Linked DNA regions of Mus musculus: region 1 is linked to region 2. The links are chromatin contacts, called in public Hi-C maps. All regions are on one chromosome and are shown on one strand. Each heading gives the region's core, a stretch centred on a gene start, on an enhancer-like site or on the middle of the called end of the contact. The rest is flanking DNA. Distances are from core to core; before and after follow the strand shown. Region 1 has its middle 13 kb from the start of 1700109G15Rik. Region 2 has its middle 77 kb from the start of 1700109G15Rik.

What was found. A called contact is a pair of places that touch in the nucleus more often than the background predicts.
Region 1: a Hi-C map of cerebellar granule neurons shows a contact between it and region 2, with 1.7 times the contacts expected there. The contact joins two enhancer-like sites. A contact is called at or near these places in 3 of 39 promoter capture datasets (hippocampal neurons, liver and stem cell-derived epiblast-like cells), 5 of 484 Hi-C or Micro-C datasets (the HPC-7 cell line, cerebellar granule neurons, cerebral cortex and 2 more), 4 of 115 datasets of contacts at active chromatin or transcription factors (all in embryonic stem cells) and 2 of 9 other capture datasets (adipose tissue and liver).

Annotation. Positions count from the first base shown.
Region 1 is chr11:84,705,627-84,708,912 of GRCm38.p6, reverse strand. No RefSeq gene overlaps it. Among named protein-coding and RNA genes, the nearest start is that of 1700109G15Rik, 13 kb to the left of the region's middle. Within about 2 kb of position 1,507, at least 37 of the 459 cell types and tissues checked have an H3K27ac peak or open chromatin away from gene starts, as enhancers often do. A contact at or near this core is called in cerebellar granule neurons, cerebral cortex and neural stem cells, where this site is marked.
Region 2 is chr11:84,641,529-84,644,561 of GRCm38.p6, reverse strand. No RefSeq gene overlaps it. Among named protein-coding and RNA genes, the nearest start is that of 1700109G15Rik, 77 kb to the left of the region's middle. Within about 2 kb of position 1,736, at least 63 of the 459 cell types and tissues checked have an H3K27ac peak or open chromatin away from gene starts, as enhancers often do. A contact at or near this core is called in cerebellar granule neurons, cerebral cortex and neural stem cells, where this site is marked.

The sequences.
Region 1 (3,286 bases), core at 258-2,757, 65 kb before region 2:
AACCTCTCCCGGCCCCGTCTCTCGCCACTTTCCCCATGCCCATCCCTTCAGACCCATCTACCCCTCAACCCCATCTGACTGCCAATTGAAAAGGCCGGAAAATAATGTGAAATAATATAGTTTATCACCCAGAGGCTGCTGACAGGCAGCGCGGCCACCTCTGAAAACAGGCAGGGAGGCAGGGAGGGCGAGGAAATTATAGGCTGCACAAAGGAGAAAAAGTTAAAGTGAGCGCTCCATAAAAGAAAGTGGAACTATTATGCCGCAAAATGCCAACTCATTACAAAGCGCCCAAATAAGAGAGAAATACGGCGCTGCCTGTAATAGCGGTTTACAAGGCAACATTGTACAGCAACAGAAGAAACGCTGCTATAATTTGCTCTAACAACTCCAATTATCCCTTTTATTGATTTGGCAACACATTTAATAGGAGTAGCCACACCTCTTCTGTTACAAATCATTAAAGGTGTTGAACGGTGTAATTTTAAAATTGTCCTCCTACAGTTGTCAGTATGACAGCATAATTCTCCCTGATTTCGGCTATGTAAACACCCAGGCACAGTCCTTTCCCCTTTACAAGGCCAGAGATGTTGTCAGCCTGGGGTTTTTGTGCAGAAACATCCATTTAATGCATGTCTTTTTTTTTCCCTCCAGCTGTAATTGCACTACAGTTTGGTTTAGTGCAGGTTTTTTCTTCTTCTTCTTCTCTCTCCCTTCTTCTCTTTCACTCTCTCTTCCTCTTTTCTTGTAACTAGGAGGAACATGGATCAGAGAGAGGTGGAAATAAACAGCAGGCTGTTTGGCCTTCTCTTTCTTCCTCTGTAGCGTTAATTGCTACTTAAGCCTGGGCCCTGCACTTAACATCCTGGGGGCAGATCAGGAACGCCCCCACAGAGGCTCAGGGTGCGCAGGCGCGGGGCGCTTTGCTTTAGCTGTGGAGCTCAACAGAGCCGGGCACTCCTGCTGGGTCTGCTGGCACTGGGTTAGGTGGAGCTGGCAGGGGACAGCCAGGCAGGCACCAGGGAGAGGCTCAGGTGAACAGAGACCTTCTGTGCGGTATGCTCTGGGTCAGCCTTCCCTGCTCCATTCCCATCCTTGACAGCCGCCGGCTCCTTAAGGGGTTTTGTTTTGTTTTGTTTTGGTCTTGGATGTGGACATCTAGACCGGAGGGAAATGGCACAGGAGGAAGCTGAGGAAAGTCCATGACCTGGGGTCACTTAGGAGAAAGGGCTGAGCAGAGAAGAGCCTATGTATTGCGTGGGATGGAACTTGGGTGTCTGGCCCTGGGCTGTTAAGTGGGAATCCGGTTGTGTGGCATGCCAGAGGCAAGTTCATGTCTCTACCTGTGCACTCAAGACACAAATCCCGCACTCAAATTAGAAATTTTGGCAGGGACCCCACCCCCGCCCCCAAAAAAGAAATTTTGGCAGGTCCCACACACACCCAGGTCCTCTATGTGATTGGGAGCAGAGAGGCTCCTTCAGACAACTCCAGCTGACCAGACTGCTGAGCAGGGAATCTGAATGAAGCTGGCATCCGGTAACATCTGTTCTTTGCTTCTTTGCTCCACCCCACTGACCACCTACTGATCACTGGAATTAGATTTAAGCTGCAGCAGAAGGGATTTAAATTAGACCCAAAGAACCAGTGTTCTGGGGACCGCAAGGCTCCAGATTAGCCAGCTAGGACTCTCCCGAGATCATCAGAGAGCCTTGCTGTGCTCTGGTTGGGGCAGAGGCCGTAGTTGTCCTGATGGTACCTGCCTCTGCACACATGATGCTGTGCCCTTCTACTGTAGTTGAGCCGGTGGCCTTAGCTTCCAGGACAGATGCTCTGACACACCTGCAGACTTTTTTGCTGTTGGCAGAGTCTAGCTCTTTCCTACTTGAGCCTGTGGTGCCCCACGAGGAGACCGTGCATTCCTACAGAGGAAAGCTGGGATCTGCCTCCAGCCCCTCCAGTATTCCTGCACAGCAGAGGCGTTGGACTTCCTGTGCCTCAGCCACTGGAAGTGGAGGGCAGCACCTAACAAAAGGGCCTCCACTGGACAGTAGCCAAGCACACTGAAGCTGAGCTCCAGCCTGTTTCTCGCTTTGTCTGGCTGCCTTTGGCGCTGTTCATCTGCTTGGATGTCTGCGGTCCTGCATGTCTCTCCAGGCCTGCCAGGCTCAGATAGGGAGCAGAAAGGGGTACAGTGTTCAGATTAGTGTCATGGGGTGGTGGTAGTGAGCTGGCTTCAAAACCTGCCCCTCTCTCTCCCCCACATGGACAACCTTCTCCCAGACTTCATTACAGGCTGTGAGTGCCTGAGACGGATCACCTCTTTCTCAGCTGAGGTTGGGGGTGAGCTGTGGCCCTCTCCATCTCTTCCTCTCACTGTGACCCCAATCACAGCACCTGCCCTTGTCTAATTGGCCAGTGTCAGTGGAAGGGGGGAAGGGAAGGCTGATGTCCAAGGAGGAAATCCCATTAGGGGAGCGTGAGCCAAGTTATTAGTGGTGAAGATGTAATTGGGGTTGGTGAGTAATCTCAGCAGATCCATCACCTATTTATGGTACACCCAGCTGTGTGACCTTGGCTGAAGTGCTTCACCTCTCTGGTGAAATAGGACCTCCATGATTGCCAAGAATCTCTACATTTGGGGGAGTGGAATCTCATGAACTCTGACTCACCCCCAGTCTCATGTCCATCCCAGAGGTGCTCAGTCAGGTTTGGCCTCTGAGTCACTTGTACAACCGCATGAATTCTTCCTAAGTTCTACACTCCTCGAAGTCAGTACCTGCCACCGCCCCCAGCTGAGTATCTCACATATAGTAGGGCGTGTATCAGTTTTATGAATGGCCGGCTGATTGATGATTGGATGTGATTAATAACAAGCACATATAATTCCAAGGCTCTTCGCTTAGACAGTGCATAATTGCTTGGGGGAGAAGCCCTAACCAACTGCTGAGTTATGAGCTTCAGTGAGCAACTACCTGTATCCTGCATGTCCTCGGTAGCAGCACTCCCAAAGGCTCCCACAGACAGATTTGGTGAGGACTGGAGCCATATGGACATTAGATCTTAGCTGCAGAGCAGGATGCTTAGTTGAATCTTAATATGTGTGGTTTGTCTTTGTTTTGTTTTGAGACAGGATCTCACTGTGGTTTCCTGACTGGCTTGGAACTCACTATGTAGACCAGGCTGGCCTCCAGCTCAAAGAGATCCACCTGCTTCTGCCTCCTGTGTTCTGGGACTAAAATTGTATGCCACTATGCCTGGACTTAATATTAATTCTGTCCTTCAC
Region 2 (3,033 bases), core at 487-2,986:
ACCATCTCAAATCCACTTTGAAAGGAGATTGGAAGGAACTGGAGGGATAGGTCATCAGTTTAAAGCACTTGTTGCTTGTGGTGTCTTACAACCATCGGTAACTCCAGTTCTGGGGGACCCAATGCCTTCTTCTAGCATGCTCAAGGACCTGCGTTACATCCCCAGTATTTTACTTTAAAAGTATAAAAAGTATATAAGTGTCTGCGTGTCCACGCGCATGCACGCGCGCGCGCACACACACACACACACACACACACACACGCACGCACGCACACAAAATAAGAGTATTGAAAAAAGAGAACACAGTACTGAGGGCTTACTCTAGTTCTGCACAGAAGTCAGAATAGGAACATTTGCTGAACAGTTCGAAGGGTGCTGACACCCAGTCCAGTCTATAAATTTCCCCTTAAGCTCCGCTTTATCCACATCCCACCATCTCCAATACGAAGCACATCCATTGCCATTCAGCCCTAAAGAGTCAATAATTTCTGTTGATTTTTCTTTTTAACCCACAGAGAGTACAGAAGTGAGGTTCTCCAGTTCAAAGCATGTGGGGCTTTTTGTTAGTGCTCTTCCTACGGTTGATTCCTAATTCTATGGCTTTGTGATCTGAACACATGTTCCGCGCAATGGCAATTCCCTGGAATGTTTTTAAGACTTCCCTTGTGACCTAGTAACTGTTTACACTGGGTTGCTCTAATTGTCTAATTGAAAGAAAATACACCACATTTTTGGGTATGTCAATGCCATTAAAAGGATTATGGAAAAGATCATGAGACTTGAGATAGAGAAAGGTTACCCAGAAGAGCATTAGAAGCCGAGGAGAGAAATACATGAAGGCCTTGGGCAGAAGGGAGCAGTGGGTTTGGAGGCTGTGAGAGCCCACAGCTAGCATCAAGGCATCGCTGGAGAGAGAGAGCGAGCTACAAGAAGTCAGGCAGCAATGGCCGAGGTAGGAAGACAGATTATAAGTAAATGAAGTACAAAGTAATACAAACAAACAATAACCAAACAACTTTGCAAGACCCAGTCATAGCCCAGGCCCCCACCACGTGTCCATCCAGAGCTACCTGGGAGCTGGGAGTTTAGGGGTCAGAAAGGCAACTCCGGAGGCCAATGCCCAGCGCATCCTGAATCGTTGATTCCTAGCTGTGCGAAGCTTTTCCTTTTCTGCTCTTCCTTGGCCCAAGTTCCAGAGGATAATACCAACTTCTCACATAGATGCTGAGCTTCAGCAGGGGTTGGGGGACAGACAGCACTGGTGCGCAGAGCTGCCAGCACCCATCTAGGTCCTGCTTGGGACCTTTGTAGTCCATCTCCCCACACACACACACCGCCCCCCATAGGTGTAGGTTGAACGTGGAGGTGAACTGCTCCAGTGACAGTGCACTGGGGCCCACGGTTAGGGTAGTTGTCCAGTGTCAGCTGAGACTTTGGACGGCTCCATTTCTGCACCAGTAAAAATGGACACAATAACCCACCGCATGTTAGAGGAAGGGTTGGATGAGATAATAATTCACTTTAAGCACCTGGCCTGGAGCCTGGCACACGAGCAAGCACTCAATAAGCATGAGTGTTATACGGTGCCAGGATCCAGTCCCCCACCTCCATCTCCGTCCCACTACCATTGCTGGCGAAATGGTCGCCAGGACCGGGGCAGCATAGGAGATGGCCGTTGGCTAAGGGCCGGAGCGGGCCCATCCGCCCTCCCCGCCTCGCGCTTCATCGCTCCGGCCCGGCCAAGGGCAGCGCCAAGGGCGACTACGGAGGGCGCAGCTGCCCAGGGCGGGCACAGCGCCGCCCCCACCCCAGCCCGGCGCGGCTGCTCCGGACCATCCAACTTCATTTCCACTTCAATTTTATCAGCGGCTGGGGAGCCACGCTGGAGATAGGAGACGGGCCCTGACACGAATTAGCCCGCAGATTGCCCGATACGGCCGGGCCGGGCTCCCGCACGCGCGCTGCCCTCGCCTCTCCTTTGTGTCCGCCTGGCCTCTCAGCCTCGGATTCCCGCGGCGCTCGCCCCGCAGGCGAGATATTTTGCTTCTGGCGTCTCCATCAAACTAAGACCGGGTGTGTTCCCCGGGCTGGCACCCCAGCAAGGGCGGGCGAGGCGGGCGGGCAGGTCACCTGGCATCAGTGTGTGTGTGTGTGTGTGTGTGTGTGTGTGTGTGTGTGCGCGCGCGCACGCGCGCGGTCGTGGGGAGAGGATGTCTGACTGCTCCCTCCCCGCAGCACTTCTGGCTGCCCAAGGGCAGCCTGCTACCAACTGGGAAGAGTATCCCAGGAGAAGTCTAACTGGGCTTTTACACGCCATCCTTCTTAATCCTCGCAAGAACCTTGGGAAATGAGATAGAGAAGGGAACTGTGGAGGTTCAAGACAAGGTCACACTGCGCCTGAGCCTAGGTCATCAGTCAGGATCCGGGGACTGAACTCTCTTCAACTCCCCAGAACCTTGGTGAAGATGATATTTATGCAATTGGTGTGTCACTCTCTTACCTACTACAGGAGTTGAGCAATTGATTATTCCTTAAATTTGTTGCAACAGCTGAGGCATGTATAGTGAAGGCAACGGAGGCTCTAGGGCCTCAAAAAAGAGAATCAACTCCTTTCTCGTGTGCCTTCTACCACAACGCCCCACCCCCACCCCCAGTCCTCCCCACTTGCCCCTGTATCCACACCCTCTCTCCAGGTTTGAGCCAAAGCAAGGACCCTTTATCTATCCCTGCTAGAATAGCTAGACTGATGGCAGAGGCCCAAGGCCCCTGGCTGTGATGGGGTGAGATGTTTCTTCCCATCCCAGAGCCCGCAGTGGCAATATAGTAGCTTGCCTGGCTCCCTACCTCCATTTCCGGGGTGCTGCTGGGGGAAAATTTATGTCCCTCTCAGGTTTGGGAACCAATCCCACACTAAAAAGAAAGAAGAAAGAGAAAAAGAAATGATTTTAATTTTTTTTAGGTCCAGGAATGAAGCAGAAGTGAGTAAATTTTAATGAAACGGTGCAAAAATGACATCATTTACTCAGAAATCAT